Linked DNA regions of Mus musculus: region 2 is linked to region 1. Evidence: chromatin contacts called from public Hi-C data. All regions are on one chromosome and are shown on one strand. Each heading gives the region's core, a stretch centred on a gene start, on an enhancer-like site or on the middle of the called end of the contact. The rest is flanking DNA. Distances are from core to core; before and after follow the strand shown. Region 1 has its middle 140 kb from the start of Pcsk1. Region 2 has its middle 16 kb from the start of Mir682.

What was found. Hi-C and Micro-C count contacts between places; a contact is called where the count stands out from the background.
Region 2: a contact with region 1 is called in a Hi-C map of liver, with 4 times the contacts expected there. The contact joins two enhancer-like sites. A contact is called at or near these places in 2 of 39 promoter capture datasets (both in liver), 2 of 15 datasets of contacts at CTCF or cohesin (large pre-B cells and pro-B cells) and 10 of 484 Hi-C or Micro-C datasets (the G1E-ER4 cell line, bone marrow-derived macrophages, embryonic stem cells and 2 more).

What each region holds. Positions count from the first base shown.
Region 1 is chr13:75,223,789-75,228,196 of GRCm38.p6, reverse strand. No RefSeq gene overlaps it. Among named protein-coding and RNA genes, the nearest start is that of Pcsk1, 140 kb to the right of the region's middle. Within about 2 kb of position 2,391, at least 14 of the 459 cell types and tissues checked have an H3K27ac peak or open chromatin away from gene starts, as enhancers often do. A contact at or near this core is called in liver, where this site is marked.
Region 2 is chr13:75,626,461-75,630,809 of GRCm38.p6, reverse strand. No RefSeq gene overlaps it. Among named protein-coding and RNA genes, the nearest start is that of Mir682, 16 kb to the left of the region's middle. Within about 2 kb of position 3,024, at least 10 of the 459 cell types and tissues checked have an H3K27ac peak or open chromatin away from gene starts, as enhancers often do. A contact at or near this core is called in liver, where this site is marked.

The DNA.
Region 1 (4,408 bases), core at 1,142-3,641:
TTGTCTAGCATGCTCTAGCCCACTCTGAAAACACCAGCACCACTCAGCATGCCTCACTGACTGCAGTAATAATGCTCGCGGTAGTTTTCTACCACCACTCTGTTCTTTTCTTTCCTTGCTTCCTCTTTTCTCCAGTACACATGCTTTGCTATGAAGACTTAAGTTGGTCTTATGAATTTCAAGTAACTATTATAGTCTTCATGCTTGGGTCTGTAAAAAAGACAGGCTTCAGTTGAATAGTCACTTTAGTTGTTTTAATCCTCAATGCAGTCAGAAGGAGGACTGGGAATACAGTATTCCTGTGCCCCCCTGTGATTAAAAACTTGCCAAGGTGTGTAGATTTTCATACCAATGCGGCTCCAAACCCAGAAGCACTCGCCTGTTCTGAAGCACACACTGCCCTCCAGTGGAACTCCTTGGAAGGACACACCTGATCTGCCATGACGAGTGTTTCCAGTTATTTTTCCCCATCAAGCATGCTTTGAACAATGTCAAATTTTAATTCAAAATGATTTTATTTGACTAAAGAATATTTTTCAAGTCAAATCTAGTAGTGAAGGCTTTTAATTCCAGCTATCTGGGATGTAAAGGTGTGAGGACCTCAAGTTCAAGGCCAGCCTGAGAAAAACAGTGAGACCCTGTCAATGACTAAGTAAACATAAGAATCAGGCCATAGCTCAGCGATATGCCCCAATTCTTGCCTGGCATTTGGAAAGCTGGAAAATTTAAACCTGATGCTTAACAAACCCTACAACTAAAACTAGGCTGAAGCAAAAATAAAACTTACTTTGGAGCGTTTAAGAATTTGTTCTGTGAAGAGAGCAAACACAGTCACCCTGACAAGCTACTTCATCCAGTGCAACCCTTACTTAACACCAGTATATCCTTTTTTTGGTTTTCAACCACGGAAAGGATGATGGTAAAGGCAACTATAATCTCTATATATCTATATATAATACTGGTTAATATTATGTAAAGCTGTATTTTATGTAATTTATGGTTTTGCTACAGAGTGACTTTAGAGAATTCTCTAATATGATAGAGCAAGAGTAAATTATTAGAAAACTATTAAATAATATTAAATTATATTCATAGACACACTGGTAGAAGATGCCACAAAGCCACACAGCAACTGGGCATCAAGGTGTCTGAATTTCTGTAGATGCTAGCTGGCTGCTCTGAAATGCATGTAGCCACATCTGCACTTGGGGCTCATAATGTGTGCTTGTGCAGAGTGTCACATTAACATCTTGCTTGGCATATGCCCTTTTAGATGAAAGACACTGCTAAGATTAAAGCTGACCTGCTGTATTGGGCAAAGGGCAGCCTGGATGCAGGGACACTCTTCTTCTGTCCACTGTCTGTGACTTTAGAAGTCCTCAGGGCAGGATCAGAGAATGGAGAACTAAGAACATACTTCAGATGTCTTAGAAACCAATAAAACTGTTGCTTGACCTCTTCTTTCTTAAGTTGCCAAAGCCATGGGGAAAGCTCTTTTCCTTCCTCCCTCTGTCCCTCTCTTATTCTCTCTTCTTCCAGCATTACCACCACCACCACCACTTCTTCCTATACCTCCTCCTTCTCCTTCTCCTTCTCCTTCTCCATCTTGTTATTCTTTTGTCTTAGCTTCATCTACTCAGAATCACTTGTTAGAAGAACTTGAGGTAACTTTTTTTAAAAGGGAAAAGGATGGACAGATTTTACTTAGAGTGTCTTGTTCATCCCTATTTTTTCAAGCCTGAAATTTACAAAATAGAAGTTGTTCAACTGCTGCTGCTTACATAAATCTCAGGAAAAGCCAAGTATCAGACAGAAAGGTTAAAAGAGAAAAAAGAAAAAGAAATGAAAATAAAATCTACTTTTGGTCTGCTTTCGTGTTTTAAACACATATTTCAGGCCTCAGGTTCCAACACGCCAGGTCACGACTGTACTCCGTTTTGCATGGTTCCTTGTTTTATAACCTAACATTATGTTTCATCCCTTCCTGTTTTGCTTGTGCTCTGCTTCATTTATTATCCCTTCTTTCTTCATTTGAAATCCTTGTTTACTATGTTAGAGTTCCGTGGGGCGTGGAACTTACAGTATCAGTAACTCCCAAAGCCCAGAGAATATATAAACATAATAAAATGCCTGGACTTTGACTCTGGAAGAGAAACATGTGATCAACTACAACTTCCCTAAAGATAACTGCTCTGAAGTTTAGTTCACAGAAATTTAATGTTCCATAATATAAATGGCTCACCTGTTGCTTTTGATGAGTTCTAGCCCACTCTTCCTGGATGTGGACTCCTGGGAAGAGGGTCTTTGAGATAGCAGATGGCTCAGCCCAGAGGTGAGGTCATTGAAAGAACATGGTAACACTTTGTACTTGGAAGACTGCCTGACTATTTGTGCCTCAGAGCCTTGGATTCTGGTCCTTGCTTAGACCTTTGCACCTTGGCAAGCCCAATTTATCTTTCAGTCTTGAACTGAGTGCCACTGTCGTGGTAGCAATTCTGAGTGTCCGTCTATGGATTGGCCTATGGGTACAGTAACTATGCACAACAGCACCATAACTTGCTCTAGCTTGGAAATAAAAATGTTTATGAGGGAAAAGATGGCAACAAACATCTCTCTTAATACTGAATAAAGTAAGGAGAGGCCAGGTGCCTGGCTTCAGTGGTTCTTAGCAATGATCTTAACTACTGTCAGGTACCGATACCATCCATGCGCTTTAGCTATGCAACTTGATTTGAGCACTATATGAGAGAAGAGTGGAATCACAACTTTGATACCATACTGCCAAGAAAACGTGTATATAACCACAAGAAAATTATTTGAATATCTTCATGCATCTATAAGAGAAAATGTAAATGTAAAAACCAGTATCAATAATAAAATCTCTACTTGGCTTTTATGGAGGGTCCCAGGTAGCTTTTAGGGAATATTTTAAGTTGGGAGAGCCTTTTAAAAATTCAAGGCATTGCCATATTCCAATTTTTGGTCATGGCATTATATATTATATATGCAAAATGAAAAGGGATTAAGCAAAAATCACGCAGTGAGCTGAGGAAAATCCAAAGCATAAAAATCCCACATTGGACACAAAACAGCATGTAGGCATGTAATACAGATTTGTAGTTGCAGGCAGATGCATACCAGTCCTTATCTTTGAGGACAAGCAAAAGTGTGTCCTGCCTAGTTCAGAGACTCTGTACCTGACTTGCAGGAACAGCCAATAGGTGACCCCATGGACCCAGCACTGCAGAGAATGCAGGGAACACAAGTCAGCTGTGCAGGGCCATTTCCCCAGTATCACTTCAGATGAAGATGAAGAACTCTCAGCTCTGCCTTCATCATGCCTACCAGGATAGGAGGATAGGCTATACTCACACAGAATCTGAGAACTCATCTTCAATGACCTCTGTCTTAGGGCTTCCATTGCTTTGAAGAGACACCAGGACCAGTTCTCTTAGAAAAGAGAATATTTAATTGAGGCTGAATTATAGGTTCAGAAGTTCAGTCTATTATTATCAAGACAGGAAGATGGCAGCTTCCAGGCAGGCATGGCACTGGAGGAGCTAAGAGTTCTACATCTTCATCCAAAGGACTATCTTCCAAGAAGCTAGGAGGAGGGTCTTAAAGCCCACTCCTACAGTGACACATTGTTAGTAAGGACACACCTCCTGTCATAGAGTTTCATCACTGTGAACAGACACCATAACCAAGGCAAGTCTTAGAAAGTACATTTACTAGGGACTGGATTACAGATCCAGAGGTGCAGTCCATTATTATTAAAGTGGGAATATGGCAGTATCCTGGTAGGCATGATGAAGGCAGAGCTGAGAGTTCTTCATCTTCATCTGAAGGCTGCTAGTAGAAAACTCCCTTCCAGGCAGCTAGGATGAGGGCCTTAAATCCCACACCCACATCCAACAAGGCCATACCTACTCTCATGTCTTCTAATAGTGCCACTCCCTGGGCAAGCATATTCAAACCACAACATTCCACTCTCTGGCCCCCATAGGCTTGTACAAACACATAAACCTGTGGGGGTCATATCTAGCTATAGTATAATAAAAAAAAGTACATTTAGTCCAACTTCCAAAGTCCCCATAGTCTATAGCAGTCTCAACAATGTTAAAAGTCCAAAGTTCAAAGTCTCTCCTGAGATCCATCCAGTCATTTAACTGTAATCCCTGAGTAAAGACAGGAAATCAGATGGTCAAACTCCAAATTCTGAATCACCATATGTCAAAGGAGTCTTCAGATCTCCAAATCCTTTTTCATCTTTGTTGACTGTAGCAAACTTCTTTCTCCTGGGCTGGTTCCACTCTCTGTTAGCAGCATTCCTCAAGATATCTACTATGGCTCTGGCATCTGGAGAATCTTGGGGTCTCCAAGGCAACTTCGATGTTATAGATTCTTG
Region 2 (4,349 bases), core at 1,775-4,274, 400 kb before region 1:
GGTTTGACCTTGTTCGGATAGGTGTGGCTTTGTTGGAGGAAGTGTGTCACTGGGAGCTAGCTTTGACGTCAAGTCTGTCCAGTGTAACAGTCTCCTCCCACTGCAGGTGGGTTCAGATTTTGAACTCTCAGCTCCTTCAGCACCATGTCTGCATGCATGCCACCATGCTCCCCACCATGACAATAATGGACAAAACCTCTGAAACTGTAAGTCTGCCCCAATTAAATGATTTCCTTTATAAGAGTTGCCATGGTCATGGTGTTTCTTCACAGCAATAAACCCCTAAGATACATATATATCACTATATAGAAAGCATTCTGAGTTTCCTGCAGTTGTGCAATATTATATTAGATAGTGTTATAAAAGAATCCACACACATATTGATGGATAATTGGTTTGTTTTCCATGTTTTGCTATAATTCAATTATGTATAGAGATATATGTAAGAATATTTGCGGAAAATTTTCTGAGGATAAGAAATGTTTACACATCAAATTTTGTTACTACCAAACTGTCCTTTATAAGGAAACAAGGGATTTTTAACTTAGAAGAGATATTGTAAATATCTAAGAGATTTTCCTTTAACATGGAAGGAGGAAAGTAAAAATTTCACACTGAAAACCATTCAACAGACTTTCTAGGACATGATGTGCCTGTCAAATTGCTTTCTAACTAACCACATTTATTTCTACAGGATAATGCTACTCTTAGCTTTGGGTAAAGCTTCTTCAGCTTTTGTCACTGGTGACTTTAGATCCTCCTAACTGCTCAAAAGACAAAGAAGAGATGACTGATGAATGCTCTTTTATAAGTGGCATGGATATATCACTCCCTCCAAGGTTCAGAGAACATTAGAAAGGAAAAGATGGAAAGGGCAATGACAGAAAGAATGGAAAAGTGGAAGGAAGGTGTAGGGAAAGACTTGAAATCCTGACTTGTAACCGTTCACAACTGCTGAGCTCTTGCATTCACAGGGTTACCTGCACACGATTACCTCCATAAGATTGGCCGCATCAAAACACGGTCATGGAGGTTTCATATCTAGATGAAGGTTGGTGGGAGACTTCTTGGTGGTAAAATCACTGATAAGGTGTCCATATTCCTGTAATCCAACCCAGTCAAGCTCTTGTAAACAATACTAATGCAATTCATTAGTTTACACAATGGGGAGTGCATTCATGTGCTAGCATCTTTGCACACACACACACACACACACACACACACACACACACACACACACTCATGAGAGAGTCGGGGAGAAAGAAAAGGGGAGTTAATTTAGAAAAGGTGATTAGCAAGAGTAGGAGGTGTGGAAGAGAAGATTACAAGCTGTAAAACACATGTATAAATGTGGACAAAATATATTTATGTACAAGTACGAAAATGCCACAAACCCATTAGGTATAATTAATACATACTAATAAAACATTAAAAATCTGCAATTATAATTACTGGTTAAAGCATGTTTTTTAAAATGAATGTGTTTTTATTTTTTAGTGGATAACTCATGAAGCAATTAAAAAAATCATCTTGACACTGGAGAGATGTCAACAGTTAAGACTGCTTACTGTTTTTCCAGATATCCTGAGCTTGATTCTTAGCACTCTAGCTGTGAGGCTCACAATTGCCTGGAATTCCAGTTCTAGGGGATTCAATGCCCTCTTTTAGCTTCCATGGCCAATGCACACATCACACACACACACACACACACACATACTACACACACACACACAGAGAGAGAGAGAGAGAGAGAGAGAGAGAGAGAGAGAGAGGGAGAGAGGGAGAGAGGGAGGGAGAGAGAGAGAGCTGTTTTGCTGTTTTAAAATAATCTAATGTTCATTTAGTTCTCTTAACCAGGCTTGGGATGTTGAGCCTGAATGGAGTCCTAGTGTGTGAAGACTTTAGTCCAATATGCAGTGATTTTTGTAGCCCCATGGGATGAACAACAATATGAACTAACCTGTACCCCCAGAGCTCCCAGAGACTAAGCCACCAACCAAAGAATATACATGGTGGGACTCATGGCTCTAGCTGCATATGTAGCAGAGGATGGCCTAGTCAGACATCACTGGGAGGAGAGGCCCTTGGTCCTGTGCAGGCTTGATGTCCCAGTGTAGGGAAATGCCAGGACAGGGAAGTGGGAATGGGTGGGTTGGTGAGCAGGCGAAGGGGGATGGGATAGGGAGTTTTTGGAGGGGAAATAAGAAAAGAAGATAAAATTTGAAATGTAAATACAGAAAAAATCTAATAAAAAAAAGAAATCTCCCATCACTGTGAGTTATGAGCATTAATATGCTGGTTTTACAGAAACTCAAAGAAAGGGTTTGTTTTTTCACTTTGCTCAGACAGTAAGAATGATCATAATAAAGGTAATAAATATTTGTTGAAAATTTACTATTTGGCAAGCTCATTCCTAGGCCCACTTTTTGTGGATCATCTCACTGTCAACAGTTGTTCCTAGCTACTCTTAATATCTTAAAATGTCTTCTTTTTTTCCAAATGAGTAAGGGTTTAAGGAAATTTAAATAAGTTTTCCTGGTTGTTCAGCTAGGAAATGGTAGTGTCAGACACATAGTTCTCAAATTGTTCTTTTGGTCACTTTGAGATGAGTTTGGCTAAATGCTAGTATTCAAGTGTAGTTAATGCTCGAATGTAGTGAAGGTATTTTGAGGACATGACTCAAGTCCATCTTCCGTTGGCATTAGTAAGAGAGGTTATCCTAGTTTATCTTCACTGACTCAATCACTTGAAAGGCCTTTAGGACAGAACTGACAGGAAGAAATGTTCTCTGTGGACTGGATTTCAGCTGCCTGAGGCCTCCAGCCTGCTCTTTCTGCTGACTTCCAATGCCTTTCAGATTTGCTTCATCAGCCCCACATTTTCATACGCTGAGTTTATAAACAAGTCTGACAACACTGAAGTCTTTGTTATTATTTTAGCTTTTGAGTATATCTCAGGCTAGATTGGAACTCATAATCTTTTCCCCAGTCATTGCTGGGACTGTAGGTATGTACCACCACACCCAGATTATAGTGTCTTAGTCAGACATCTCCCACAGGATCCAGCTCTGTGCTTGTGCACTGACTGACACATTTGTCTAAGTTCAAAGCTCAAGCAATAATTAGAATGCTGTACTCATCCCTGTATATAGCAAATTAGGAATTTGAACTCCAGTCCTCTGTGCACATGCTTTGAGTCACGTGTTGCACTTAACATACCATGTGTCATCCTGCTAAATTTTACATTTTGTGCAGCCCAACATGATAAGTACTGTGAAGGACACCAGGATTTAACCTCACTTTCACTGTACTATGCACACACACTGAACACAACCCTATTGTCAAAGTCACTGTCACCTCTCCTTTACACTTAGTCAAATGTGGTCATTCACTTTGTCATGATTTCCTCTCACCTTTCTTTCTTAATGTTTTACTTGTTAGACTTTAAGAATTTAGAACTTACTGTTGCTTATCTTGTCTGTGGTTTGAGATAATCCAGGTAATTTAAACTCCAGTGACAGAGGAAGAGAATGTCTCCAAGGCATCTTTGGAGCTGAACTTAGCTGTTGTAATCAGGACTATAGTCCTTCTAGGGTAGACCTCTGGCAAATATTGGCAAGTCAAGTTCCCCAAATTTGAATTTTCCTAATGAATACAATTGGGCTTAGAGATGTGGCTTGCCACAAATAAATCCTAATTCCAAGGTGAAAATGTTATAGAAGAGCCAATTTGGGGCATCAATTAAAGGATGGATCTCCCAAACAATGCTTTCGGGCTTTCACCATCTTTACTTGTATTTTTCTTCTTAAGTAAAATACAATTAAAAAGAAGATTTCTCAAATCTTACCTCAATTAGTGTCAAAATAAATTCTGTGCTAAAAAACGTAAGAGTGCCTCTCTGGACTTCCTTATAACTTAGAAAGCTCATTTTTAATTGTTAAAATTCCAGTTAATACTTTTATTTACTATGGTCTCAAGTTTCAGGTTCTCAGATATCTTGCTGATACTAAAAACAAATAGCAGTTTGTAAGGCATGTGGATTTATTGCCAAGAGTCAAGAAGGCTTTGTTTTGGAGCACTAGAGAAAAAAAGACTCATTTTATTTTTTTATTATCACTATAAATAATAATTTTATTATTATTATTCAAGTAAAGATAAGGAAAATGATGCAAAACAGTTGGATTCTCATATTAGCATTGATCAGTCAAAGTGGAGACTAGGATTTAATTGTTTTGGACATAGTTAGAGATTGTAAAATCAATTATATTTAAATGGATCAAAATTATATGAGCTTGTAAAATATGGAGGTTAAAAATGTATAGTAGGGTTTATATGGAGAGCATTCTATCA